Regions from separate parts of the Mus musculus genome. Here all the other regions are linked to region 6. A link is a contact called in public Hi-C, HiChIP or PLAC-seq, capture Hi-C and promoter capture Hi-C data. All regions are on one chromosome and are shown on one strand. The core of a region is the stretch at or near the end of the contact, and the rest is flanking DNA. Distances in the headings are between cores, read along the strand shown.

The links. Promoter capture Hi-C pulls out the DNA fragments that hold promoters and counts their contacts. Hi-C and Micro-C count contacts between places; a contact is called where the count stands out from the background. HiChIP or PLAC-seq counts read pairs in DNA pulled down with a chosen protein or histone mark. Capture Hi-C pulls out chosen DNA fragments and counts their contacts.
Region 1: a Hi-C map of the C2C12 cell line shows a contact between it and region 6, with 4 times the contacts expected there. The contact joins the enhancer-like site here to the promoter of Paqr3 in region 6. A contact is called at or near these places in 3 of 39 promoter capture datasets (the C10 cell line, cranial neural crest and maxillary cranial neural crest), 2 of 484 Hi-C or Micro-C datasets (the C2C12 cell line and trophoblast stem cells) and 2 of 115 datasets of contacts at active chromatin or transcription factors (embryonic fibroblasts and embryonic forebrain).
Region 2: a contact with region 6 is called in a promoter capture Hi-C map of hippocampal neurons, with 5 times the contacts expected there. The contact joins the promoter of 1700010H22Rik here to the promoter of Paqr3 in region 6. A contact is called at or near these places in 4 of 39 promoter capture datasets (the 3T3-L1 cell line, the C10 cell line, hippocampal neurons and 1 more).
Region 3: an H3K27ac HiChIP or PLAC-seq map of the NIH/3T3 cell line shows a contact between it and region 6, with 8 times the contacts expected there. The contact joins the enhancer-like site here to the promoter of Paqr3 in region 6. A contact is called at or near these places in 4 of 39 promoter capture datasets (the 3T3-L1 cell line, 3T3-L1-derived adipocytes and hippocampal neurons) and 2 of 115 datasets of contacts at active chromatin or transcription factors (the NIH/3T3 cell line and embryonic fibroblasts).
Region 4: a contact with region 6 is called in an H3K4me3 HiChIP or PLAC-seq map of embryonic forebrain, with 9 times the contacts expected there. The contact joins the promoter of Fgf5 here to the promoter of Paqr3 in region 6. A contact is called at or near these places in 12 of 39 promoter capture datasets (the 3T3-L1 cell line, 3T3-L1-derived adipocytes, the C10 cell line and 7 more), 2 of 15 datasets of contacts at CTCF or cohesin (large pre-B cells and pro-B cells), 4 of 484 Hi-C or Micro-C datasets (cochlea, cortical neurons and embryonic stem cells), 10 of 115 datasets of contacts at active chromatin or transcription factors (embryonic forebrain, embryonic midbrain, embryonic stem cells and 3 more) and 1 of 9 other capture datasets (embryonic stem cells).
Region 5: a contact with region 6 is called in a capture Hi-C map of embryonic stem cells, with 8 times the contacts expected there. The contact joins the promoter of Bmp3 here to the promoter of Paqr3 in region 6. A contact is called at or near these places in 14 of 39 promoter capture datasets (the 3T3-L1 cell line, 3T3-L1-derived adipocytes, the C10 cell line and 8 more), 32 of 484 Hi-C or Micro-C datasets (the AtT-20 cell line, B cells, the C10 cell line and 24 more), 7 of 115 datasets of contacts at active chromatin or transcription factors (differentiating embryonic stem cells, embryonic forebrain, embryonic midbrain and 4 more) and 2 of 9 other capture datasets (adipose tissue and embryonic stem cells).

What each region holds. Positions count from the first base shown.
Region 1 is chr5:98,287,970-98,292,352 of GRCm38.p6, forward strand. No RefSeq gene overlaps it. Among named protein-coding and RNA genes, the nearest start is that of Fgf5, 36 kb to the left of the region's middle. Within about 2 kb of position 2,847, at least 12 of the 459 cell types and tissues checked have an H3K27ac peak or open chromatin away from gene starts, as enhancers often do. A contact at or near this core is called in the C2C12 cell line and embryonic fibroblasts, where this site is marked.
Region 2 is chr5:98,566,084-98,570,399 of GRCm38.p6, forward strand. It overlaps 1700010H22Rik (a long non-coding RNA gene), which reads right to left and starts at 2,474. Exons shown (of 5, transcript XR_003955945.1): 1 at 348-2,474. The region is part of intron 3 of Cfap299 (cilia and flagella associated protein 299); the gene reads left to right. Gm42122 (a long non-coding RNA gene) reads left to right here and starts at 996. Exons shown (of 3, transcript XR_880449.1): 1 at 996-1,045.
Region 3 is chr5:98,945,035-98,949,596 of GRCm38.p6, forward strand. It overlaps Prkg2 (protein kinase, cGMP-dependent, type II), which reads right to left. Exons shown (of 19, transcript NM_008926.4): 15 at 2,337-2,500. Among named protein-coding and RNA genes, the nearest start is that of Gm42123, 56 kb to the left of the region's middle. Within about 2 kb of position 1,792, at least 7 of the 459 cell types and tissues checked have an H3K27ac peak or open chromatin away from gene starts, as enhancers often do.
Region 4 is chr5:98,252,095-98,256,666 of GRCm38.p6, forward strand. Fgf5 (fibroblast growth factor 5) reads left to right here and starts at 2,090. Exons shown (of 3, transcript NM_010203.5): 1 at 2,090-2,666. The coding sequence starts at 2,318.
Region 5 is chr5:98,851,150-98,855,798 of GRCm38.p6, forward strand. Bmp3 (bone morphogenetic protein 3) reads left to right here and starts at 3,266. Exons shown (of 3, transcript NM_173404.5): 1 at 3,266-4,273. The coding sequence starts at 3,964. Gm34563 (a long non-coding RNA gene) reads right to left here and starts at 3,358. Exons shown (of 3, transcript XR_389376.3): 1 at 3,278-3,358. RefSeq lists a silencer at 1,648-2,152 and a promoter at 2,490-3,353.
Region 6 is chr5:97,110,136-97,114,917 of GRCm38.p6, forward strand. It overlaps Paqr3 (progestin and adipoQ receptor family member III), which reads right to left and starts at 1,461. Exons shown (of 7, transcript NM_001359910.1): 1 at 1,124-1,461. The coding sequence starts at 1,308.

The DNA.
Region 1 (4,383 bases), core at 1,597-4,096, 1.2 Mb after region 6:
ACATGGTGGCTCACAACCATCCGTAACAAGATCTGACTCCCTCTTCTGGTGTGTCTGAAGACAGCTACAGTGTACTTACATAAAATAATAAATAAATCTTTAAAAAAAAAAGAAAACAAAAACTACTGTCTTTTCTCTTTTTCCTCTCTGAGTTAGAAAAACTTACCGTCCTTCCACACATGGCACAGAAAACGGAAGCCTAAAACTCAGTACCAACTTAAGGCCTATACTCCATGACATACCTTCTGAAATTAATTTCCATTATAAGATTATAGAGCAGCTTTCATCCAGTCATCTCCAAAGTTACCTTCTTTGTAGTGAGGTTTACCAAGCAAAGGAAATGAAGATGTATGGCTTAGATAATTAAACCCAAACTCTGCAATTGACATTACACTTTAAAATTTGGTAAATTTGGAAATTTGGTAGCACATCCTTGTTACTGGGTCCAAGAAACTGAGTTAACAATTGCCTGATGCATACTTTATTTTATTTTAGGTCACATATACATTAATTATTAAATCGTATCAGTTTCAAGTTGTATAGATCAGCAGCAATTAAAAATAAATACATTAATATATAAATAACCAAGTTTTTTCTTTTTGAGACAGCCTCATGCATCTTAAACTGGCCTTGAACTCCTGAGTCTCTTGTCTCCATCTCCCAAGGACCGAGATTATGGGTGGGTCTCACCATGCTAAACCTTAACCACAGTTTCAAAAGGCCGCGTGTCTTATTATCAGACAGTATTTATCCGATTTGCCATATGAAGACTTGCAAAAGGGACTCGAGGGGACTCACGGGTCCTCTGCTGTCTTGTGTGTTTGTCTGGGCCTCTTCCTTATCTAAGCCCCTCTGTTCTGAATGCACTCACTGTAACTGAGAGGAGCAGACACTGACTCTGCAGTAGTTCTGCTGCGAATTAACTAGGAAAGTCTAGACATCTTGTTGGGGTTCGACCTGATAATTTATAAAACTCTCTAGAAGTTTGAGCTGGTATTTTTTTTTTTCCTATTAGTTATCCTCCAAGCCAGTTTCTAAATTGGGTCCATGTCACACTGACCTTTCCATTCACGTGGTGCATACGACTGTGGAGAAGGCGGCGTTGCTCCCCTCTCCTAACTCTGCAGGTATCTGCAGGCTCCCCTTAGAAAAGACCTGGTAAACAGACATGATTAAGAGAAAGTTATGAGTATAGTATACTTAAGTATTATCTATTTAACATAAAATAACAGACTACTCCGGGGAGGGGAGAATGCTGATAAAACTTTGTTAGCTTAATTACTCCAGCTAATTGAATGAATATAAAGAATAACAAGTATTTCCTCGTCCCCTCTGCTGGTTGGTGCACATTAATTAGTAGAGGTCTTTCAACACTCTACTCTGGGTACCAAGAATCAATGATTCTAATTTAAAATCGACTAAATCCTTAAAGTCTCCTGCTAGATTAAACTTCACCTTCATCTTGAGTCTCTTGAGCAAACTACATGATACATTCTAATATGCCTTCCGTCACTCTCTTCTACCAGCGTTCATTTCAGTTCTAAAATGCTTTCAGTCATTCTCAGAACGAATTTTTTTTCTTTTTTTTCCAAATTAAAAGGGGGGGGGGGATGGGTGGGAGGAAGACAGCAATCACAGAGTCATAGAATATATATATATATATAAACACGACCATGAACAAGACAAAGTACAGACGCAGTCACACATAGGAAGTTGGGATAGGCTAGTGCTACCACACTCTCTAAATCTAGGGTTTTAGAAAAATATCTTGAAAATAATTGTCAGTGCTGTGCTCAGTCACATATGGGACACCCGCATTTCTCTCTCCCTACAAAGTTCAGGGACCATCTCAAAGGAAGGGATGGAAGGATTGTAAGAGCCAGAGACAGAAGAGGAATGCAGCAAGGTAGGATATTCTAGACACGAAAGGATCCCTGACCTCACAAACTCGCAGTACCCATGGTTGTCTGTCCAAAGCCTGAACAAGACCAAGCCAGTAGACATTCTAGCATGGAGTCAGAATGGGTTCACGAGCCTCCGTTCCTACCTGAGGAGCTATGGGCAGTTGATGGCCTCTGGGCAGGGCAGATTTCCTCAAGGGCGTGGCTCGTGGTAGGTTGATCATACTCAAAGGGATGCCCCCATACCTTGGAGTATTTGGCGGGTCAAAATGGATTTTAAAATGAGGATACAAAGTTGGTGGGGGAAAGGACATGGGATTGGATTCGGGAGAAGTTAGGGGGAGGCATACAGTGTGAATTCAATCAAAATACATTGTATGAAGTTCTCAAGAAATTAATAACATAATTTTAAGACCCTCATTAAATGGACTCACTGGTTGTAAACACCTTGATTAGGTGCCACATTAATCATTATTTAAAGTCCTCAGTCAAAAGCTCACTACAGAGGAAAATCATGGCAATAGTGCTCAGAAGTGACCTTACGATGTGACCTTGAGACCTTAAGATTGAATGTTTCCATGACATGACACACATTCAATAAGAAGTTATTCACTCAGAAAACTTGATCTTGACTCTAAGAGGTTTGGCCAGACTCATTTCTGACATTTCAAGAGTCACAAAAAAAAGAGAGAGAGAGAGAGAGCAGTATTGTCAGCAACAACAATAAAATGAGCAAGACTGTTGAACTCTACAAAAGATGGCTTGTTTTGTCTTCAAAATCCAGTCGGAGGCAAGCAAAAGGTCACTTGAACAAAGACGTGCATATTTTTAGCAGAAGTTATGACCACTCATGATTCAGTGTGAAATGTGTCACATCTGTCTGATAGACTCATATGGCTATTGTGCTAACTGCGCTCTGTGTGTGTGTGTGTGCCTTTGATGCGTTCCTATTCGTGCTAAAGTGCAGTCAGAAGTGGTGGAGGCGCGGTCACAGCAATGGGACACACTAGGTATCTTTCTTCTAGGACTCTGAGTCAGTCTCCACAGTGGATTACTAAACACATTCCAGAAATCTCATAAGTTACTACTGCTCTAAAAATGGACATAATTACAGATGAGCAAACCTACCGCAGAGCTTGATGTAATCTTTAAGCTAATTAACACAAACTATTTGCAACTGGCTTTTACTCCACTTTTCTAAAGATTGCATATATGTTACTACAAGTTCATAGACCTTCCATTACAGACAGGGCCCCTTCCCCAGCATACTGAGACCCAGAAAGTAGAGACTGACATTGAGGGATAGACAGAGCAGACAGTTCCAATAACTGGAGTTGTTTACTTCCACCAGCACCAGTCAGAGGTGTGGGAATCCTTTACAAATCCCATTATTTTAAGGGTTTACCAGTAGATTCCTCTGGGTGTGGGAGTACTAAGATCTGGAGTGCGCAACACCTAAGATCCCTGAGTGCCGCAACAGCATTGTTTTTATTGCTATGCGACCGTCTGCATTCTATGGTGGTGAAGGCGATGATTCACCCCCAAAATTCTTCTTTTTGGGACTGACTGAATGTTACTAAATTCTTGAAAATAAACATTTTTTTTTTTTCTGTCCAAAGGTGCTCTTAACTCAAATATCATAGCCATAGCAAGGCTTTCAGGTGCGCAAGGGTTTCCTGAAAGGGCTTTTTACTGTAGAGTGTCCTGTCTTTATGTTCATATGAAGGTGGTGTCTGGTATAAGCCAGAGTGAGTCAGGTGCTTTGACTGCAGAACCACAGACCGTGTAGTTTTCCTTCAGGTTGGACCTGAGACTGGAATACTGGATCGACGTCCATCCCAAGATCTGGAGGCAAAGTTTACAAACTGGATTGTCTTTTTTTTTTTTTTTTTTTTTTTTTTCCTGTCTTCTCCTTCAATGCCATATAGCGGGTATTCATTTCTGCTTGAATTTCTATAATATGCTTATCCTTGAGACTCTATAACACATACAATTCAAAACATTAGTTTCCTCTTTTCTATTGAGGCAGTTATGGGAAGGGAGGCTTTTGAAGCAAGGTTCAGAAAGGACAGGGACGGGGGTGGGGGGGGACGACGACGACACACACTAGGAATTAGATGTCAATTCGGTTAGCTGAACTGGAACACAGAAAGTCTATGGTTGGCATACAAGAGATGCTCAGACCCTGAGGATGAGCTTGACCAAATGAAAGGCTGCTAATGGATCGTGGACACTCGTTTAGTTACTTACATCTTGTGTGTACCCTTCAATGAGCCTTTGATTGCACTGAATCCTTTTGTTCATTCTGAGATATATATATATATATCTCATATTCATATATATATATATATATATGAATGAGAATGTTTCTTTTCAAACTTAAACTTACAGCCATGTTTACATATGATTTTCAATCAGGGATACAAATCACATTTACTTTTAACATCAAAGAACCAGAAAACAAATTGCAGGCATCAATTGT
Region 2 (4,316 bases), core at 1,224-3,723, 1.5 Mb after region 6:
TCAACATTTCCCTTTACTGATTGATTTGTGTAATTCTGACTTTACTCTCCTAAGTTATTCTAAAGAAAGCAGGTACATTCCTAGGTTTAAGTAAGACGCATTCTGGGAATTTCCCCTCTGCCTCTATCTAGCAACCCAGGCAAGAAAGCTGTCTATAAATATATTGAGTATAACACAATATATTGTGTACATATATTGATATATTGTAAATATATCTTAAAAATAACACCCTTGCAGTCTGTATGTAATAATAAAGTCTTCAGTGAAGCTGATTTTCTTGAGTGGGTATTTTCCACCAAATAAGTGATAATTTATCAGGTATGCCAGTATCATTCCCAGTAACCTACCTTTTTTTGCAGAGCAGTCTCTTTAGCATGAGGGGCAGAAAGAGATTCTTTCTTTTTATTTGTTGTAAAGTAAAAAACTTGAAAAAATTTGAAGGTAAACTATCTCCCATCAGCACCTGGTCAGTGTTGGTGAAAACACTCATTGAAGAGTAAGGGTCCCAGTGTCTTCCCAGGACATATACTTCATGTGCACGAAACTTGCACCAGCTAGAGGGACACGCACAACAGAACTGGTGTGAGTGGGTCCCACATCTGTGTTGGCTTCGTAAGTATTTTCTTCTTGAAGAGCAAAATGGAGACCATTCCTCCTCCTTCCAAGGGCATGGAAACATGTTTCTTTTCTTTTACTAGATATCCATTTTATTTTCTTGAAGTGTTTGAAACGGTGAGTAGGCAGCCAGCCTGATGACACAGCTGTTGAGAAGACCAGACACAAAGAAAGCCCAGCACTTTTCTCAAAGCAAGCTTGAGACTGTAATTACGTGTTAGCCACTGGAATTACAAACACTGGTCCTTGAGAAGAGAGCTGGAAAGCTGCCAGCTTCTTTTTAGAAAACCTATTCATAGACATCACAAAGAAACTTGGAATTTGTCATGCCCCTCCCCCCACCTTTATTGAGATGCAGGTCCCCCACCCCCACCCCGACCCCCTGCTCCACTCTGACTGAGTAGGGTTTCTTGGTGTTTCTGGATTTGAGGTAGGAGTGGAGTGGCTGGAACTTGTCTTAGTGATCTCCCAGCTTTCTGAATGAGCAACTGCACCCAACTGCTCCACATCATATGAATATGCAAAGACTGATGTTCAGGTCCAGTGAGAATAAAGTGTAACTTTTCCCTTTAGCTACCTACGTTTTAATATTGAATACTTTTTTTTTAAAGATTCTGTTTCTTTTTGTATTATTATTAGATATTTTCTTTATATACATTTCAAATTTCAAATGCTATCCCGAAATTTCCCTATACCCTCCCTCCGCCCTGCTCCCCTACCCACCCACTCCCGCTTCTTGGCCCTGGCATTCCCCTGTACTGGGGCATATAAAGTTTGCAATACCAAGGGACCTCTCTTCACAGTGATGGCCAACTAGGCCATCTTCTGCTATATATGCAGCTAGAGACACAAGCTCTGGGGGTACTGGTTAGTTCATATTGTTGTTCCACCTATAGGGTTGCAGACCCCTTCAGTTCCTTGGGTACTTTCTCTAGCTTCTCCATTTGGGGCCCTATGTTCCATCTTATAGATGACTGTGAGCATCCACTTCTGTATTTGCCAGGCACTGACATAGCCTCATATGAGACAGCTATACCAGGGCCCCTTCATCAAAATCTTGCTGGCATATGCAAACCATATGGTTTGGTGGCTGATTATGGAATGGATCCCCTGGTAGGGTAGTCTCTGGATAGTCCATCCTTTCTTCTTAGCTCCAAACTTTGTCTCCATAACTCCTTTCATGGGTATTTTGTTCCCTATTCTAAGGAGGAATGAAGTATCCACCCATTGGCCTTCCCTCTTTTTGATTTTCTTGTGTTTTGCAAATTGTATCTTAGGTGTTCTATGCTTCTGGGCTAATATTGAATACTTTTAATGCTTTAACAAATTGGCTGTAGTGTGATGCTAAATAAGACAGAATATTGTTGCCCTGGGACCACTAAGATATATTTCTGGTTACTTCTTAGATGCTTTGGAAATTTCTAGAAATTACCCGTGAAAGCTAGAGGATTTCTTGCCTTTGAAGATTTTCTTAGCAATTATTTTTATTCTTTGATGAGCAACCCTCCCCAAATTGTCAGCTCTGGCTGTGGATATGGGTGATGGTCATTTGCTCTTGTCAAAGTCCGTGAGACACGGTGCCCTTTCCCTTACTTTCCTCATTACTAGTACACTGCTAAAGCCCTGCTAATTTTTTGTTCATATTCACTTACCTATGTTTTAATCAGCTCCTCTTTCCCACAAACCTGTTTGTCCATCTCCACCAATACTGAATAAGTCCTATTTGCTTTCAAGTTACTGCTCCTGTTCTGCATTTTGTTTTGGCGTTGGTGGAAGACTGGTCATTAAGTCACCATGTGAAACAATTCCTTTATCCCTACCCCAAGTAGCTGCTCCCACATATGCAGTGGAAGAAAGACACAAGCAGCAGCTGCCTTAAGGGGTGCTCTTGACTAGTTCCAGTGCAGGTGAGTGAGCAAGTGAAGTGAGAATCTCAAAGCAGAGCCTTGCAGAGCCGGTGAGCTCAAGAATACGAGAGAGACACTGGCTCAGCTTGGCAACCAAGTGAACCCTCTTCGTCAAGTGGAAACTCAAGGGTTCTCTAGAATGGCATTTGTGTTGGATGGTATTCTGTGGGAGCCAACACTTGAAGGAGTGTTTTCCTGAAGTGGACACAAGCGAAAAGATGTTTTGCTTAAATACACACCTGAAGGAGCATTTCCCTGAAGCAGACACAGGTGAAAGGATGTTTTGCTAAAGCAAAGGAGGTGGGATGAAGGATTCTTTGCTCATAACCTGTATGTGTTAGTTTGTTGTATGTGTTGTTGAGCTCCGTTTGTTGTGACTCCATAAAGAGAAATGCACCCAAAAGCTTCTTGAGAGGTTCCTGTGGTTTCCTGTGGCTGCTCCTGCAGACTTGGGCTGATTGGCAGAGTGACACAGCTGAGACAGACTCACTGGGGTTTTGCTAAGACAGACTTAGTTGCTGAGGCAAGACACCTGGTGAGGCAAGACCTATGGAGGACATGTGCTGGTTAGAGGGAGTATAAATAGGATCCAAAGGGCAGTGACAGGGGCTTGGCTTGTTTGCATAGCTAGCTTTGTAATGCTTTTTTTTTTTCTCCACTCTGCTAAGATGGGCAAGTTGGGAACCTACTTCTGGTGTCCCTGGTGGTCTGTTTTCTTCTGCTGACTCATTCCAATTCAGCTGAGGCCGAGCTGTTTCTGCTAGGTTGTGCCACACTGCTGATTTGTGTTTGCTATGCTGACAGTACCGAGTTGGACTGCTGGTGTGTCTGTGAAGTGTTTGTGAGTGGATCAAGCTGCCACTGCCCAACTGCTGATTTCCTGATAACGCAGATGGGATTTGTTCCAAAGAACAATATCTAAGCAGGTCCACTTCTTCCGTATCCTAATAACTTTTCTTTTACCTCTGGTGGGTGGTGGGCTAGAAGAGAGGTTAGAGCATTTAAGAGCCGTTATTAAAAATAGGGTTGAGAAAAAAATTTAAGCTTACATCTTGCAGAAAAGCAGATTCATCCACAGCTTCTAATGTCCCCTGGTAGTCTTTTTCCCTTTCTTTGGTGAGGACAAATATGGGTAGATGGTACTATATTTCCTCCTGCTCTTTGACCAATCTCACCCCAACTTTCCTATCATTTTGTCCCACACAGAGCCTTCAGAAGGCCCTTCTTACTCTCTGCCCTTAACTCTTTGATTGGGAATAAATACTTCTCTAAGCCCACATTCCATCCCTTTCTTTTCTTCTCCGTCCTCTCTCCCTTCCTGTTGTTCTTCTGGTAACCGTATACTGTGTTTGCTTTCCACATTTATGCCCAGTGATCTCTGTGAAGACAAGGGAAGGAAATGTGTGTCTTATATTTCATTCTTGTCTGAACTGGAAGTTTGTCTTCCTTCAAAACAATCACAATGGTCACTGAGACTGTACTTTGGTTATTTCTGTCTGAAACCACTCCTAAGTGGCATTTCCTGTCTTGCCTTTTTCTACAAAACCTCCTAGTTAGATGTTCTCTGAAGATCTACCCCAGTGCCCTTCACTCCCTTTTATTTTCTATTGTCTTTTGACAGCAAGAGTCAACCTCTGGACCAAATCTCCATTTGTATGTAAGTTCTCTTGACACTTTCTTCTATAGGCAACTGAACGTCTTCTCCATCTCAGCCCACAATATTTGACTATTATACCACATTCACAATATCTTGTTAAAATAACACTCAACTTTTATTTTCTACCTTTTTGACCA
Region 3 (4,562 bases), core at 542-3,041, 1.8 Mb after region 6:
GCCATTGGGTTTATGGGCCTAACATTGAAGAGAAACACTAGGAAGATTAACTTGGTCCATCTCATCATCTCATAAGGTTTATGGTTGTAGGACTTGAGGATATGACGCAGTAAGTGTTAGGTGGAAAAGAGGTCAAGGACTGACTGGTTCAATGTAACTATCAGGAAAATGAGAAAACTCAGAAATGAGTACAGAGATGGGGCTATCACGGTAAGATGAGGAGGGAGAGGCAGGGCCTGTAAAGCACCGAAGAGAATACTTCAAAGACTAGTGGGGTTTAGATGTAGCCACCAAAGTGGGGCAACATTTTAATTTGTTTATCACTTTGATTCCTAAAACATTTTCATGTCTGGGCTAGTACACCATTTAAAATTTGAAGATTAAAAAACACCTAATTACTCTGTTGTTTAGCAACTATGGCTGTACTACTTGGAAACCAACTGTCCTCACCTTTGGCACAATAAAATAAAATAATAAAGCCTTAGAGCAAAGGTAATGCATTGAGTTTCAAGTAACCTCTGATTCCACTGTGAAGAAAATGAAGCCAGAGGCAAAGCCATTGGTTTGGCATCTTCAATACACAGAGATGCATGCACGAGCATATTTACAGCCTTGTTATGATTCTCATGGTGTTCTTTCCCTGACAACCTGAAACACTGGATCAGAGAATTAAAAATGGACTTTCTTCTGCCCTGAAAATGCCTGGCAAAATATCTCCCTAACTTCTTTATGATGGTTTGAGGCCCCCTTAGCAATTCCAAGTTGCTGTCCCTTCTCTCCCTCTGTTATTTCCCCAATTTATTTTGCTGTTCTGCATGACACATTTCTCAGGTGACAAAGATCCACATGTATTTTCCAGAAGCTCCAAGAACCACCATGCCAGTAACATTCCCTTAGACATCTCTAAGATGAAGGAATAAATATTGGAAACAACACAGGGTTCGCACACCTTAAACAATCTGCTCTTCTCCATGACTACCTGGAAAATTCCATCCTTCCATCTCACTCTTCCATCATGACTATCTGAACATTGTTAATAATGATTCAGCTAAAATGCAGATTTTCAAATCTGTTTCCCCAGTGTGTGTGTGGACAAAGATGTGAACCATGGGTGTTTTCACATTTTTTATTTAATATTGAGGCTTGCAGCACTTAAGACAATTAAGTAGAACACAGCTCAGTGGTGGACTGCATCTTTAGAACGTGCAAATCCCTATTTAGGTCCTTATTGTTGCAAAAAGAACATGTGTATGTTGACATTTACTGCCCCAAATGGATTCATCGTAGGACTGATTACACAATTCTTAGTGCAAATGTCTCTGAAACTAATGTTGATCACAGTTGGCTATAAAGAGTCATAAATCATACGTGTGTCACAGAAAGTACGTCACAGACAGAGCCAGGGGAACTGGAATCAAGTTACTGATCTCAGGCAGATAGTCTTGTGACCTAGTTGTCTAACTTGTAAAATTTAAATCATAAAATAATCAAAAACATTTGAATCATAAAATAATAATGAAAATTCCTATCTTACCTTCCTCATGTGTGTTTGAAAACTAAACAAGGTTATGTGTATGTGTGCTTGGTAAGCAGTGAAGTATATTACGAATGTGGACTACCTTGTATTGCATGTACACGCGCGCGCGCGCGCGCGCGCGCGCGCACGCGTGTGTGTGTGTGTGTGTGTGTGTGTGTGTGTGTGTGTGTGTACACGTTTGTGTGTGAACGCGCGCACTGTCCTGTGTTAAATATTTAGGCCTGCAGATTCATTAGTCCCAGCTTTTTATCTCTCTGCAGATGACAAGCCACTCTTAACCGCTGAAGCCCATGCTGTGTCTTGGTTCTGTTCATTAGCACCTTGTAAAGGAGCTGTCAGGGGATTTAAATTTTAAATTCAGCATTGTAGCCTTCTCTTAGCATTTATGGTTAATGACATCTGGGGAAGATGGCAGACTCTAGCTAAATTTAGTTTGATTGATCAATGAGTCTTACTGAACTAGGAAAACAGCTTTCATCATTTGTTTAAAAGGAAAGAAATTCTAACAAGTCCAAAGTATTGTTTCTATTTCTGGATCATAAAACTTTCACATACTGAATGTGTTTCTGTAACAATGAAACTTGACACTTTAGGTAAACTATATGAATGCTATCCTCCTTTGCTTTAGGTTTCTGAATCCTTTTTATTTTAAACTTCTTATCCTAGCCCTGTGTTTGAAGCAACATGAAGAGGAAAAAGCAACATTCATTTTAAATTTTGTATTTTTATCATTAGTGAATTATTTTGCCCTGAAGACAGAGCTGAGTGAGGCTGGACTGAGCTGTGGGTTCACACTCACTTGCCCGTTAGGAGCTCATAGACCAGAATCCCCAGGGACCAGAAATCCACACTGAAGTCATGTCCTTTGTTAAGAATGACCTCGGGGGCCACATACTCTGGAGTCCCACAGAATGTCCACGTTTTCTGTCCAGAGCCAATCTTCTTAGCGAATCCAAAGTCAACCTAAGACAAAACATCAAAGAAAACTGAAGATGTTATAAAATGTTATGCTGCTTTTAAGTTTCTGTTAATTTGTATGAGCTTTCATACGAGTCCAAAATTTCCTTCAAAATACAATACACACACCCCACACACACTCATGCACACACACATGCACACACTTGTGTACACACACCACACACAGAAACACACATACCACACACACAAGCACACACACACACACACACACACACACACACACACACACACACACGTATGCGCAGACACATGCGCACAGATGCACCATCTCAGATATCCCTTTGTAGATCAAGTTATGGAGAAAGGTTCCATCATGTGCCCCACATTACTCTTGAAGACAATTCAAAATCATTCTTATGCTCCTGGCAATTAGGACTAAAGCATATTTTAACTCAGTGGCTTATCTGATGGTTTGAAGAGGCAGGGAACTAATAGAAACAGGTACCTGTAAAACTCCTCCAGGGATCGAAATAATAGCAAAGTTGAGAGTTTGGGAAAGAGACTATTACTAAGAAAAGAGGCTAAAACCTCTGCCTGTCCTAAAGATGCACTGCTCACAGCATATGCCAGCTATCTCTTTCTGTATCCCGAAGCAAAGCAAGCACCATCTTTGCCTAGTTTGCTTCGATCTCTGAACACTTGTGATCCTCACTAGGAAGGAGTGTAGGAAATTATTAAATCTCATATTCTGAAAAAGTTGTGAGCACCCACTCCAGCTTAGATTTTGCTCCATGCTTGTCATATGGAGCTGGCCATGAGAAGCTCAGAGTACTGGGCCAATCTATGCACATGCGGTCCATATAACATTCTGTGATCCACAATGGGGAAGAAAGTATCAACTCATAGTGAGAAAAAAAAGTTAATATCCCAGAAGGTTAGTAAGGTAGGGCTGGGACAATGTGGGTGCCACTGGGAGGTGACACTTGAGGTTGTCCTTGACTAGGGGTGAGGAACTCTCCCACAGTAAGGAGTCAGGGACCCCAATCTCTGCCTTTTAGAATGTGTCTCTCTCACTACTCCAAGCTTTTACCCAGTGAACTTTGTAGAACAGATGAGAGGGGAGGTCAGGGCTTCAGCAACCTCTCACTGAGTGTGGCAGTGTGTATAACCGAAATCCAGTCCTGCTGAACAATTGCTGGCTTCTTCACACAGGGAAGTGAGGATTTAGCCAATCACCTCTAATGTGCACTAATTTCATTTTAAATTTCTTTTACCTCCCTCAGGTAACAGGCATAGAAATTGATTCTGGGCTTACCATACCCATTTCAATAGTTTCACTGCACATGGGTAATTTCAATAACATATCAATAATCTGGGCTTAAAAATGGAGAAAGTTGATATCAGAATAAATCCCCACTTTGATGAGCAAGAGCTACAAACCAAAACATCTACCTCATTTGCTTGTTCAAATACTCATGTTTAAAGCTTTTGTTTTCCATTAAAGAAATCTCTTAGAAACTCTACCCTTTTCTGAGACTCTTTCATACTTACCACATAAGTAGCAAAGATTTCGTTATTGAAAGAAAAAAGGAATGCAAATAACACGATTCAAAAACGGGCTTTTTCTGTTTGCCTTTATCTGTGCAGCATGACTCACAAAGATTAAATCTGAGAGATGACTGGGAATATTATAAAATTAAACTCTGCAACCAGCAGAGATGAGAACAGCTACATATTCCTCAGAGGAAGAAACAATAATGAAAGTCCTAACTAATTTTATAAAGGCTGAAATTTAAGAGGTGAGAAAATGTGATTTTAGCTGCAACTGTATATATGCATATGCAGAAACGTTGTATTTGTTTGGGTGATAACAGCTTCTAGACTGTGTTTTAATTGCATTTAATTTCCCGTTTAAGAATTACTAGAAGTTCATTGGCTATTTAGGAGAGCTATTCTAATTTTCTAAATAATATATTTTAATTTGAATTGCCAGTATGGTCTTGCAATATTTGCATATTGGCTCAACAAGCTGGTAATAATTATATTAATGCTCCTAGATTTATTAAAATCATATTCCTTTCTTCGTCTACTCGGTTCATACTAACTC
Region 4 (4,572 bases), core at 840-3,339, 1.1 Mb after region 6:
TAGTGAGCCCCACCCGAACTCTCGAATGCCAGAAAAAGTTCATCTGGCCAGGCCCTGAACTGAGACAGACTAAAGGCAGAGTAGGTGGTAGGTAGCCTTCCTAGGTCACCCTGAGATAAGGAATTGACCTTCAACTTGGTTCTTACTAGAGATGAGAGTAACACAGAGATACTGCCTCAGCTGAAATGGAGCTCAAAGAGTAAAAAGTCAAGAGGCTGAGTTTCAATTTTAGAAAACTCCCAGAGTCCTCTGCTTTCCCCCACCCTGCAGCAGGGGGATGATCAGATGCCTAAGGAAGAAGGTACTCCAGCTGTCCTTCCATAGACTCCATAGGATGGGAGCTGGTGACCCAAGTTAGTCTTAGGCAGTGGATTGAGTGACACTCGAGAGTCTTACTGATGTTATCCAGAGACACCAAAAGTGGCCTAAACCATGTAAGACTAAGGGTTTCCTCTTCAGAAGGCACACACAGTAGATCAGCATGCTAATTTTTAAAAAGACTTATTTGTTATATGTAAGTACACTGTAACTGTAGCTGTCTTCAGACACCCCAGAAGAGGGCATCAGATCTCATTGCGGATGGTTGTGAGCCACCAGGTGGTTGCTGGGATTTGAACTCAGGAGAGCAGTCAGTGCTCTTAAACGCTGAGCCATCTCGCCAGCCCCGGAAGTGACTCTTCAAATGGACCCTTTGGAAGGAAACTGGTGTTGTTCTCAAAGTTCAGTGCTGTCCTGTGAGAGATTTGTGCTGTGGTGCACACCAGGGGCACCGAGCCTCAGGTCACAATCTTTTGTGTTGGATATTCCTTTTACTCCCTTTGGCGATTTCCTGTGTTGATCAGGTGACTGGCTATCAGCTGCCTTGTCCCCAATCCACGGAAGATTTGCAATTCTGAAAACAAATCTACATCTGTTTTATAGGTTTTCACTATGAAGATAGGAAGCCTGAAGCAGATACTCAGTAATTAATAAAGTCATGTCTTAACATCTCGCATGATTGATGCGAGTTGACCCCATTGGGCGGCTTCATTGACTTTTCATTTTAAGTGACCAATGAGTGATATATCATAGTGTAGTTTAAAGTTTCAAATATGTTTTCAGACAGAAATATTCCAAGAATGCAAGTCAGGTATATTTCTCAGATAAATAACAGCCCCAGCATTACGTACGGGGAAATTCTTCCTTCTCAGGTTTCCCTAGGTTGAGATTCAGGGGCCTGTCATTAATCATTCATTAGGGTCGGTCCTCCAGTCAATGGAAGTTGAAGAGAGCTGTTGGCTAACTCCTCCAGGCAACGGATCATGGGGTCAGAGAGGACAACTGGGCAGTCCTGGTGTTCAGACTCAATTCATCCTTGCCTGGAGTTCAAGTGTGTCTGGTGTGTGTGTGTGTGTGTGTGTGTGTGTGTGTGTGTGTGTATGTTCGAGGGCGTTCACCTGTTCCAACACAGACATGGGTTTTCCTGAAGAAAAAGCTGGACACGTCGTGCATCCACAGAGTTTCTTAGAGGGCAGCCTGAGACCTGGCATAACAATTCAGGGTGGCTCTCTAGTGGAGAAATAAACGCACACCTTAGTTCTTTAATAAATCAATAACAGCGAGAAACCAGTCTTCTCTCCCACCCTGGGCCACCCCAAAACCTTCCCAAGTTCTGCTGCCAATCAGTTTTTGGTTCCCTTCGGAAAGTGGTTCCCAGGCTCCAGATGGCAGGGGCCAGCAACCTGGAATGCGGGTGCTGGGTAAAGAGTGAGTTGGCTGGGACACATGTGACCACAGAGGACGGGAACCCATGCCCACGTTGCCGTCCGTCCGTGCCCCTTGCGTGGAGAGCAGCGCGCGCGGAGCCGATTCCGGAGCCGCTGGCTCGGGCAGGGGGTGGGGTGACTGGGTGGCTCTTGACAACCGCTGGGTTGCATGACCCGTGCACGGTCGCAGCCAGCGTCCCGGGGGCAGCTTCTGAGGGCGAGACACCTCCTCCCACTCCCGGGATCGCATCTCCCTCCTCCTTCACACCCCCGCCCCCGGGACCGCGGCGCTCCCTCCCCGTACCGGCCGTGAGTACACAAAGCGGCGGGTGAGGGGAAGCTTCGCAGGCGTGCACGGAGCAGTGAGATCACTGGCGTTATAAATATCCCGGTGCCAGCGCCGAGATCCGCTCGGGTGGCCTCTCTCTCTCCCCCTCTCCCTCTCCCTTCCCCGAGGCTATGTCCACCCTGTGCGGCGAGGGAGGCAGCGCCAGAGGCACGCAGCCGCGCGGGGGCTACGGAGCCCGGAGCCAGCCCTGCAAGATGCACTTAGGACCCCCGCGGCCGGAAGAATGAGCCTGTCCTTGCTCTTCCTCATCTTCTGCAGCCACCTGATCCACAGCGCTTGGGCTCACGGGGAGAAGCGTCTCACTCCCGAAGGGCAACCCGCGCCTCCTAGGAACCCGGGAGACTCCAGCGGCAGCCGGGGCAGAAGTAGCGCGACGTTTTCTTCGTCTTCTGCCTCCTCACCAGTCGCAGCTTCTCCGGGCAGCCAAGGAAGCGGCTCGGAACATAGCAGTTTCCAGTGGAGCCCTTCGGGGCGCCGGACCGGCAGCCTGTACTGCAGAGTGGGCATCGGTTTCCATCTGCAGATCTACCCGGATGGCAAAGTCAATGGCTCCCACGAAGCCAGTGTGTTAAGTAAGTTGCTCACTCTCCAACAAAACCTGTTCTGGGAGGGACGGTCAAGATTCCTTTGGGCCACAGGCACCTCTAGGAGCCCTAGCGTCTGGGACTCTGCTGGTTCTGGAAAGAGTCCGGTAGGGTTTCGTGGAGATGCGTCTACTCAGAGCGAGCAGACGCACCCTTCTGTCTTGGGTAGTAAGCATGGGTAAGCCCAGGTGAGGTTACCGAGGTGAGACAGGCAGCTCTTTTCCAGAATGCCCGGGCCGAAAAGACTAGCCACCCACTCTAGCTGGAGAAGAAAAAAAAATAATAATAATAATGAAAGAAGTAACAATCTTTCTCCTGGTACAATTTCTTTCTACTTATGAACTAGAACCGCATTTTTCTTTAAGCGTTAAGTATATCTCTATTCCCTGTACATAATTTACGTTTATGAAAAGAACCCATCTGAGTACTTCCATTCTCCAACTACAAATATCCTATATATCCCATATTATGTTTGTTTATTAATATCTCTATGTAACTCCGAATGCTTAGGTATCTTTCACACGAATACATACATATGTAGATACATACATGCGTACATAAGCGCGCGCGCACACCAACTACACAGGTCTACGTAGAATTTACGTGTACATGCGTTTTGGAAGGGCAAAGTTCTGCTTGCAAGAAAGCAACATGATCTGGAAAACCGGACAGACAGTATTATGACTAAGTCCGGTGCTGAGTTTAACAACATTTAGTAGGCTGAGACCCTGACAATGTTAACCTTTGGTTTCCAGGGACAGATGGAGTAAAGTTCTTAATTTTAAAAGAATTACAGATGAGGTTGGAAATGGTTGTAAATTGAGCATAACTTAAAAAAAAAAAACATCAACCACCCAACCTGAAATTTTTCTGAGTTCTCTCTTTCTCCTTTCCTCTTCGCTTCCACCCCCACCCGCGTTTTCTCCATTCCATCTGCTTTTCTGGACCACCACGTTAATCACTCGCACTCCCCTCGCTGCTCTAAGCTGCTGAGGTGAGCGGAGGTTTGGAGCTGTGTGCATGCATGGGACTGTAGTTGTCTCTGTAATCCTGCAAGCAGTTTTCTCACTAGGTTCAGGTCGGGTTTCCAGCAGGGCTCAGTCCTCCAGATAAAAGCCACAGCAGGGACCGCTCAGACTCCCATGGAGAGCGGAAATGGGGCCAGGAGATAGTGCTGCGCAGTCACCTGGCTCCTCTTGTCTTCCTGGTGGCTCTCGGGTGCACTTCACTAGACCAGCGTCCCCAGAAACTAGAACACTTTTGTTTACTCAGCTCCAAGAACCACGGGCTTTATTTGTTGGGCTGACAGTCGGCTGGGGCCTGTGGGGAGGGTTTGGAAATTCAAGCACAGGTGGGATGGCTGGCCGACCAGTCTCTTTCATTGAGTTAAGAGGATCAGGCTAGTGAGATCCGGTGGTAGCTTCCCGACAGGTGCTGTTCCAAGCCTGCCTGCCGGCTGCTTGCTTTGTCTTTGGAGAGCAACACTTCAGTCGGCTGAGGTGCAGAAGGAGAAGCAATGCACAACAGAGGGCCCTGGTCTCCCATCCCATTGAGTCTCAGGGCTTCCAATATAGTCCACATTGGACCCCTTCTCTTGACGTTCGAAAGAAACTTTGGTCTTTGTGTATGAAGGGAATAGTCCGTTCTGATAAGGGTGGATTTTCTGATGCTCCTCGGAGATGTTACTTCTGTTTCAATATTTCTGCTCATTCTCCTCATTTTGCAGGGTTCAGTTCTACCACAAGACAGCCTTTAGTCTTGACCTCAACAATTTTCTTAGCTCTTGTAGAAAAACTTTCTCTACTTTGTTGCTGTGAATGAGCACCAAGTATATATAACCCTTGCTTGCTCAGGAGAGACCCCAATAGCAGGTAGCTAGCAGTAGGTTGGGATC
Region 5 (4,649 bases), core at 2,016-4,515, 1.7 Mb after region 6:
TATATATATATATATATATATAGATCTAGGCTTTTGTAGCCAAAAGTAGAGATCAATTCAACAAACTCCACTAAAATTCAAATTGTGTTTTGCTGTGGTTTGTAGCAATAAGAAAGCCTTTCTTCAACTCTTTGCATTTAAGAAAGAGATGAGAATGAGTCCCTGTCTCCATAGCTAAATGAAAAAGTAACACTAGGGTAAAGCAGAAGTGTCCTATTACTAAAAATTAAAATGACATTTTGGACATGGTGGTTCAATATTTTAACCCCAGAACTCCGGAGGCAGAGGCCAGCAGCTCTCTGTTACTTTGAGGCCAATTTGGTCTGCACAACAAGTTCCTGGACAGCCAGGGCAATACAGAGAAGCCCTGTCTTGAAGAACCATCTAAACAAACCAAAATTAAAACAGCTCAATCTGACACAATAAAGGAATCAGGTACAAGACCAGAGATGTATTTGTACCAGTGATGTATTGAGCTCTGAAGTCCCCTCCGTAAATGAAGAAACGCTAAACCCGAATCTGACCAGAATTAGAAAGCCTATGATCTAGTTGTTTACTGTTTTAGAAGAGCAGGCATCAAAAGATGCTAACAACATTGAAACTATTTCGATGACTAGCTCTGAGACTCTATGGCTCTGACAACAGAAATCACACTCCTGCTGTCTTGACATATCCCACAGAGGCAGCCTCAGGAGGGCTGATGAGGGAGCAGTTCATTTCCAATGCAGTTTGCTTTCAAATCAATTCCCTCAAGAGTTGCTTAGGAGATGGGCACCTCTATTTGTCTTTTCTAGACACACCACTCCTGGATTCCCTGTTTCCTCTATGGCCCAGTCATTGGTAGGGCATTTATGTACATGACATAAAACAGTTTAGGGTTTAGATTTCTCCTAGTGTTACCACTTGGTTCAATGGTTTCCATATCCAGATACTAGTCTCTGAGTTACAGCTGAAAGACCCTAATAGGGATCACTCCACTACGTCGAACACCTCCTTTACTTTGCTTGGTTCAAATCTAATAGTTGGTCACTAAAGTATAAAGACGGATATAGTTTGATAACATACTGACAGGCCATTTTCCTCAAACTCAGACAACTCTCCCTAAGCAATTAAAATATCTTGGGAACTATGTTAATATTACACACACACACACACACACACACACACACACACACACACACCCATCACCAACATTCTTATCCCCTCCCTTGCTCCCTCCCTTCGTCTTCCCTCTCCTTTGGAAGGGTCTTAGTCTTGCTATATAGACTAGGGTCTGGTTTCCAATGTACAATCCCCCAAATATTGGGCCTTCTGTGTAAGTGTGTGTGTGTGTGTGTGTGTGTGTGTGTGTGTTATTTGAGCAATGGAGAAAATACAAGCACAGAGAAGTGAAGGTTTATTCAGTTAGGAAGGAGCGAAGGCATGCAGGTATGCAGCATTTCCAGTCCCCGTGCAGTGGCTTGGTACAAATTAAAAGAACCATATAGATTATAGGGCAACAAATTGTGCAGTGGAAATATGAACCAGAGTTAAAGGCATGAGGGAAGCAGTTCCTTGGAGATACCGAGAGAAAGAGGATAGAGTTTCCATCCTGAGGGCTCTGGCTGTGAGAAACTATCTACTGATGGGTCACAGTGACCACGTTGTGCAGGAGGAGTGGAGGACTTCCTTCTCCATCTGGCTTTGCTTTGAGGCAGAGCAGGAAGCTGCTGCAAGGACATTTCACACAACTGAGAAAAAGCAGAGAGGGGAGGGAACACAAAGGCTCACAGGGGAAATCAAAGGGTTAGCCTTCCAGTGCCTATTGAATTTTGCAATTAGGTTTTTATTATTAATCACAAAAGCTATTATGTGTTCTATGCCAGGCGAAGCTCACCCACATGATCTCATTGGAGCCTCTCGACCACTCTTGAAGTCTATGGCATTATCTGCAGAGCTGTTCCCAGGGTGACTAAGGGCAGAATTCAAACAGCTGAACAGTGGGTTGAGAAGTGACTGAGAGGGGGAGACCATGGTCTGCATTTGGGATACATTTGGGATAATTTGGGATAAAAGGATTGAGAGTCTACTAAAGACCAGACCTGTGCCACTCACTGAGTACTGGTTTCTAGTATTACTCCAACAAAACTCTAGGAGGGTTTATCATTCCCCAACAAAGGAGAAACTAAATGTTGAAGGCTCATTGTGACCTGCGAACCTATTTCTTTTCAAAAATGTCAATGCACCAGAGATGGGACAGTTTCCCAAAAGGGACATTGACTGAGAGTCCTACTGCCAGGAGCCATGGCAAGGGCATAGTCTGCTTAAGCCAATTTAAATGTCCGTTCCATTCTTAAGTATGTAGAGATCCTAGAGTAGAAGTCAGGCAAGTCAGGCTCCCTGGGTTTGGAGCCCAGTTCTGCCACCTGCTAGGAATCATCTTTTCTCTCAGTCTTTTAGTCTGCAACATGGGATTTGTTTGAAGGTTCTTTGAAAACAATGCACAATGCCTACGGCCCATGATTTGTGATATAGGCCTGGATCCCGCGTGCTAGAGAGGCTGAAGCAGCAGGGGTCTGAGGTCAAGGCCAGCCCTGGCTACACAGTGAAATCCTGTCTGGACACAGGGGATGACAAGTACCTAGGATATGTTATTTGCAGTAAACAGTGCTGGCTAGCAGTTTAATGTTTCTCTGACACCATAGGGTGCTGGCATGGCGTGGACAACAGAACTAGTTATATTCGAGTCTGCACACCAGGTTCTTCCTAAAGGCCCTGACTCATTCTCACATCAGCTGTCTTCAAGGAAACCTATTGAGAGAGGTCTGACAGTGCGAGCTGGACTTGTGGTAGTTAGCTTATCTTTTTAAAACATGGGGTGGAATTTCATTTTGTTTATCTCCTCCGAAGAAGATGAGGATGTATGTGAAAAGAAACTCTATGAAGAATAAGCTGTAGGAGGGCAGCGCAGGTGTCTGGGTACAGGGCCCTTCCAAGTGTCCCAGGGAAGGAGCCAACTGTGGTGTTCGTATAGTGGTGATTTTATATGGAATCAGCGGAATACAAAGCAAACTGCAAATAGCCAAAACCTCTACAACAAACAAAGGGAACAAAAAACAAAAAATAAAATAAGAACAAATAAGGGAAAAGAAACTGCTACTTGCCTCTGCCTTTTTGCTAGGAGGAATGTAGCCACTTGTGCTCAGATTTTTTAAAAAGTCCCTCCTACTCTTCCTCCATCCTCCCCTCGCCAGCGCCACCTGCCCCTCCCCGTGCGCCCTCCCTAGTCTCTCCCTACCCTTCTGGTTCTGGCTCCCTGGTTACTTCGCTCCAGGCTTCTCTCTTCTGGAGGTAGTCTTGCTCCAGCTGCCTTAGGAAGGCGAGCCAGAGGCTAGAGGGAGAACTCGCTGCAGGCGGACCGGACAGATCAGATCAGGACAAGAAGGAACAGAACCAGTCTCTCTATCTCTGTCTCTCTGTTCGTCACTGTCTCTGTGTCTCTGTCTCCCTGTCTCCCTCTTTCTCTGTCTGTCTGTCTGTCTTCACACACACACACACACACACACACACACACACACACACACACACACCACACGTCCTCTGAGAACTCAGCTGGCTGCGACAGCGCACACCCCGCCCCGGCACGCGTCCCAGGCTGGTGGAGCGCAGATCCAGATCCCCATAGCGGCAGCCCGGCCGGGTGTTCCCAGTCTCAGGTGGCACGGAAGGGAGAGCCCGCGCTTGACAACTCGGCTGCGCTCGCCCAGACCTTCCGCCCTCCGGCTGGCCGGCGAGAGGAGCTGAGCGGGCGCGGCTGCCACCCAGAGCCCACCTGCCGACCCTCGCGGCCTCGCTCCAGCTGTGCCCGGCTCTCAGTGTCCCGCTCCGCAGCTGGAGCACCACCCCGGCTCTGCCGCCGTCCCTTTCGCCTCCGAGGTGTCGCGGGCGACCCGAAGTAGAGCGGTGCGACAGCAGGACTTCGCTATGGCCGGGGCGCGCGGGCTGCTCTGTCTATGGCTAGGTTACTTCTGCCTGAACCTGGCACAGGGACAGAGACCAAACTTGCACCTCCCGGGACTCCGTGAGACTGAGCCAAGCGACCGCGCGACAGGTGGTAGCCCGAGTCCGGACCTGAGGCCGCACGACAAGGTGTCGGAGCATATGCTGTGGCTCTATGACAGGTACAGCGGCAGCAGTAGAGTCCAGGCTACCCGGACACCGGGCTCGCAGCTCCCGGGTCCTCAGCCCCTGCGCGGTGGTAACACGGTCCGCAGCTTCAGAGCCGCAGCCGCAGGTGAGTGGGAGGGAGAGGGAGCCCATCCCACCCCGGGGTGCAGAGGACAGCCCCTCCCGCCGTGCCACTCCACTCCGCTGTCTCCTGGCGGTACACTGTAGGGACCTTTCTCATATGCTGCCGTCTGGTCCCCTCTGCCCTCTCGGAATTTTCCAGGGACGTTCCGGATAAGCCTAGTTTGAGCCCAACTGAGACGGGAAAGCAGAAGAAAAGCTGGGACAGTGGCAAGGCTTAGTTAGAGGTGCAGCAGGAAAGAGGCCAAGGGAGGACACCCAGGGTCCAGAAGCCCTCTTCCAGGCACCCCTACGGAGATCTTATGCTGATGATTTAATTGCTCTGCTCGGCATAAATTCCCTCCGACGGGCTTTGGCAGCGT
Region 6 (4,782 bases), core at 211-2,710:
TTCTGGCCTGTCTCCTCCATCCCCACAGCAGGGCCTAGCTCTGATTTCTTAATTATGTACCAGAAGCACTGGGGAGATAAAGCAGTAATTAAAACTCAAATTGTGACATCCACTTGGTCATCCATTCAAACAAGGCCACAAAAATCCTTTCAAGGCAGTACAAAAAGAAATGGGATGGGGAAAGACTGTGCTGGAGAGATCAATAAACGCACACGTGGCTGCTAGTTGGGCAATTCAACAGCCCACACTGTGGGAAGCAGAGATGGCCACTCCAGTGACCTGGAGGGCTGCACCATGCTTCTGATAGAGCAAAAACTTTAGTACATACAGTGAGGTCTGACAGAAGACTACCCTGAAAACCAAAGCCATTTTTAAAATTTTCTTTTTAAACAGAAGCTTCTGAGACTCTCATTTTAAAGCTCTAAATCAACAAACCCATGTTGTTTGGAGGCTTCTAAGGTGTTCTGTTGGTCTGGCTGTCCCCTTTCAGAGTTCTTTGCTACAGGGTTTCTCCTACACAGCACTTTCCACAATTACTATTATGTAATAGTGTAATTATCCCTTTAGTGTCTGCCACTCAGGCTAGACCTCAGCAGCTTCATGGGAACGAGGACCATGCCTGCCTTCTGCAACTGGTATAGTGCCTATTAGCTAGCAGAGCCTCAATGCGCATTTGGTAGATGATTGAATGAATCAGGGCTTCCCACATACATATGCACAACAATGTGGACCTGTCTGCTATTGAATGGACATTCAGCTGGCCAACACTTCTGAATCCCCACAGAGCTGCCCTAGAAACACAGCTCAGGTATACAAAGCAAATAAGGTTCGGCCTTTGTCAGTAGGGAAGATTCCAACCCATATCCCCAGTGATTACCAAATGGAAAAAAGGATGTAAAAGCGCTTTGTAAACAGCAAAGGGCCAATGGAGAAGGGAACGATGACCACTGTAAATATCATTGTTATTTCGTGGATCAAGGGCCCGCGGAGGAGAGAGAGCAGAAAAAAGATAAAGGGCCCAAAGGTGAGGAATTGATGCGCACAGAGAATAGCGGAGAAAGATGGGGAGAGCAGACAAAAAGCGTGAGAGGAGAGGATGCGCCGCAGGGAGCAGCCACTGTACCTTTTGATACACAGTCTGGAAGGAAGGTAGGCCCGGTAGCCGTCGGTGATGTAGGGGTTGTCTTTGAGGGATACCGGGATCTGTTCATAGGTGTAGAGGCGGATGCCGCGGGGTACCAGGACCGGCCAGTATTGGTAGCTGCCCAGCTCGATGTAGTGCGCACTCTTCAGCAGCTTCTGATGCATGGTTCCCAGGCGCCGGCCCGGCCCCGCCTCCCCGGGGAGGGGGCTTTGCCGCTGGCGCCCCCGCCCCGGAGCCGCCGCCGCTGAGCCAGGAGCTTCGGCCCGCGTCTGCTCAGGCCCGGCTCCGCTACACACACCTCCGCCGCTTCAGCTCTGGACGGCCGCCGGCGTCGCAGCCTGGTCTGACGTCAGCGCGCCGAAAAGCCCCGCCCTCTCCACGCCCCTCGCCTTGGCGGCCCGCCCTTCCTTCGGGCTTTACCAGCAGGACCCGCCTGCCGCCCCGTCCTTTACCTGGCTGGAGAGCCCCCTAGTTCCTCCTTCGCCAGCCAGTCAACCTCTGGCCCCGCCCTACTGGGTGTCCCGCCCCTAGCCAAACCCTCTTAGCCGGTCCACCGCTAGTCCCGCCCTTCTACCCGGGCCGCCCCTAGTCCCGCCCCCATCCGGCCCGCCCCTAGCCCCGCCCTTCTGCTCTGCCCGCCCCTAGCCCCGCCCCTATCTGGCCCACCCCTAACTCCAATCAGGTCCGCCCATCTCCCTTCAGCTTCAGGTGAAAAATCCAAATCCAAGTACGACCAAATCCAAGTGATTCTTTTTTTTCTGTTTTCCATTAGAAGTGATATTTACTGTATTTTGAATAACAAGAAGAGAGTAACAGAAAGGTAAATAATTCAAGCTAACTTACAGCTGGATGGTGTATTGTTGATGAGATACACACAGAAGGGACCTTGGTGTGGATTTTTTGTTTTTGTTTTGTTTTGTTTGTTTTTGACTACTAGGTACATTAGGATTTTTTATATATTATATTTATTAACAAGTTAAGGTCGTATTTAGGACAAGACACATATCATAGTAATTCATATAAATATCTACCTATATACACTGATACAGCTGTGTGAACTGAGGAATTATTTTATGATGGCAAGGTTAAACTTGAAACTTATCTTTAAAGTACGTTTATAAGAGGTAAGAAATGTGATCATGTCTTCAAGGTGAGTCACTACTGAGTGAGAGTCATCTGGTAATTATCTTTGAGTTCAGGGGAAGACCATGAAAATGTAAATATATATATTAAAAGACCATAAATATTTTATTGTTGGACAGTTTATCAGTCGGGAAAGAGACTCATTCTGGATATCACCAATCGTTTTGTTTTAGTTCAAACTGTCTAACTCAGATTTCTTTCTTTTATAGAATACAATGATACTTTATAAAACTTAATGTTTTTCCATATAATATATCCTGATCACTGCTTTCTTTCCCCCATCTTCTTCCAAATCACTCCTACCTTCTCGCCATTGAAATTCCATGCCCTTTTCCTCTCTCTAGAAAACAGACAGGTAGTTTAAAAATAAAACTATGAAACAAATAAAACAAAGGAAAAGCACAATAAACACAAATGTACAGAGATATGTACACATAGAAGCACACAAATACAGACAACTCTATAAAAAACACAAAATCAGAAACCATAATACAAGCAAAAGATCAACAGATAAAAAAGTCCAGCAATGTGGGACAAAACTTTTTTTTTTGGTAAGGCAAAGGACATTGTCAATGGGACAAAATGGCAGACTGGGCAAAGATCTTCACTAACTCTTCATCAGACAGTGGGCTAATATCCAAAATATATAAATATACAAAGAATTCAAGAAGTTAGACTCCAAAAAAACCAAACCAAAACCAAACAAAACAAAAAAACCAACCAACCAACCAAACAACAACAACAAAACCCAAATAGCCCATTTTTTTAAAAATGAGGTACAGAACTAAACAGAGAATTCTCAACAAAGGAATCTTTGAGTGACTGAGAAGTACTTAATGAAATGTTCAACATCCTTAGTCATTGGGGAAATGCAAATCAAAACGACCCTGAGATTCCACCTCACACCAGTCAGAATGGCTAAAATAAAAAACTCAGGTGACAGCAGATGCTGGTGAGGATGTGGAGAACAGGAAGACTCCTCGAGTGGTGCAGGGGTTGCGAACTTATACAACCACTCTGGAAATCAATCTGGCTGTTTCCCAGAAAATTGGAAATAGTACTACCCCAAGACCCAGCTATACCACTCCTGGGCATATACCCAAAAGATGCTCCACCATACCACAAGGACACATGCTCCGCTATGTTCATAGCAGCTTGTAGAGAGCCTTTTGGGGTGCCACTTGGCAGGAGTCTGACATTGGGCATGACAAGGAAATGGCCTTCAGGCAGGAATCTGACTTTAGGGCATAATAAGGAAGTAAGTTTCATCGAGAATCTAACTTTAGGTTGTAATAGGGAAGTGGGGTAAGGCAGGAATTTTAATCTTAGGGTGCAACAAAAGAAGTAGACTTTAGGTAAGATTTTGGGCTTGGACAAGGAAGTGGGCTCAAGTATTTTGGTCATCATGACAAGCGCCCCCCGCCCTCCTTTTTAACAACTAAGTTTTACTCTTTTTTTGTTAGATATTTTCTTTATTTACATTTCAAATGTTATTCCCCATCCTAGTTTCCCCTCCAAAAAGCCCCTCCCTCCTCGCCCTGATCCCCAACCCACCCACTCCCATTCTTGGTCCTGGCATTCCCCTACAGGACCTAGGGCTCTCCTCCCATTGATGACCGACTAGGCCACCCTCTGCTACATATACAGCTAGAGCCACAAGTTCCACCATGTGTTTTCTTTGATTGGTGGTTTAGTTCTAAGGAGCTCTGGGGGTACTGTTTAGTCCATATTGATGTTCTCCCATCAATATGGGGCTTCAAACCCCTTCAGGTCCTTGGGTACTTTCTCTAGTTCCTTCATTGGGGACCTTGTGCTCCATCCAATGGATGCATGTGAGCCCTTTTAAACAACTGTCATGGGAGTAATCATGGCAGTAATCACTTTGCTTACTGCCTTGTTAGTTCCTTATTGTACTACTGCTCACCCTTAATACTTGCATGTAATTTAAATGGTATAAAAAGCAGATTGGGAAAATTAAACTTGCCTTCAGTTTCAGAATTGACTGGGGTCATGCTACAATGTTGTCTAACTGTCTTTTTTCTTTTAAATCCTCACTCCCGTGCTGGAGAACCTGTTGACTGGCTGAGTGGTCTTGGTCAGCAGCTTTAATTGTAATAGCCAGAAACTCAAAGCAACCCAGATATCCCTTAGCCAAAGAATGGATACGGAAAAGGTGGTACATTTACAGAATGGAATACTATTCAGCTATTAAAAACAAGGACACTGTGAATGTTGCAGGCAAATGGATGGAACTAGAAAATATCCTGAGGTAACCCAGACACAAAAAGACGTGCATGGTCTGTACTCACTGATAAGTGGATATTAGCCAGAAATTTCAGAATACTCACGATATACCCCACAGATCCAACGAAGTTAAACAAGAAGGAAGGCCCAAGTGAGGATGCTTGAATCCCACTTAGAAAGGGGAACAAAATAGTCATGGGAGGCAGAGGGACAGAGGGGTCTGGGTGGGGAAGGGGGAGTAGGGGGGAAGA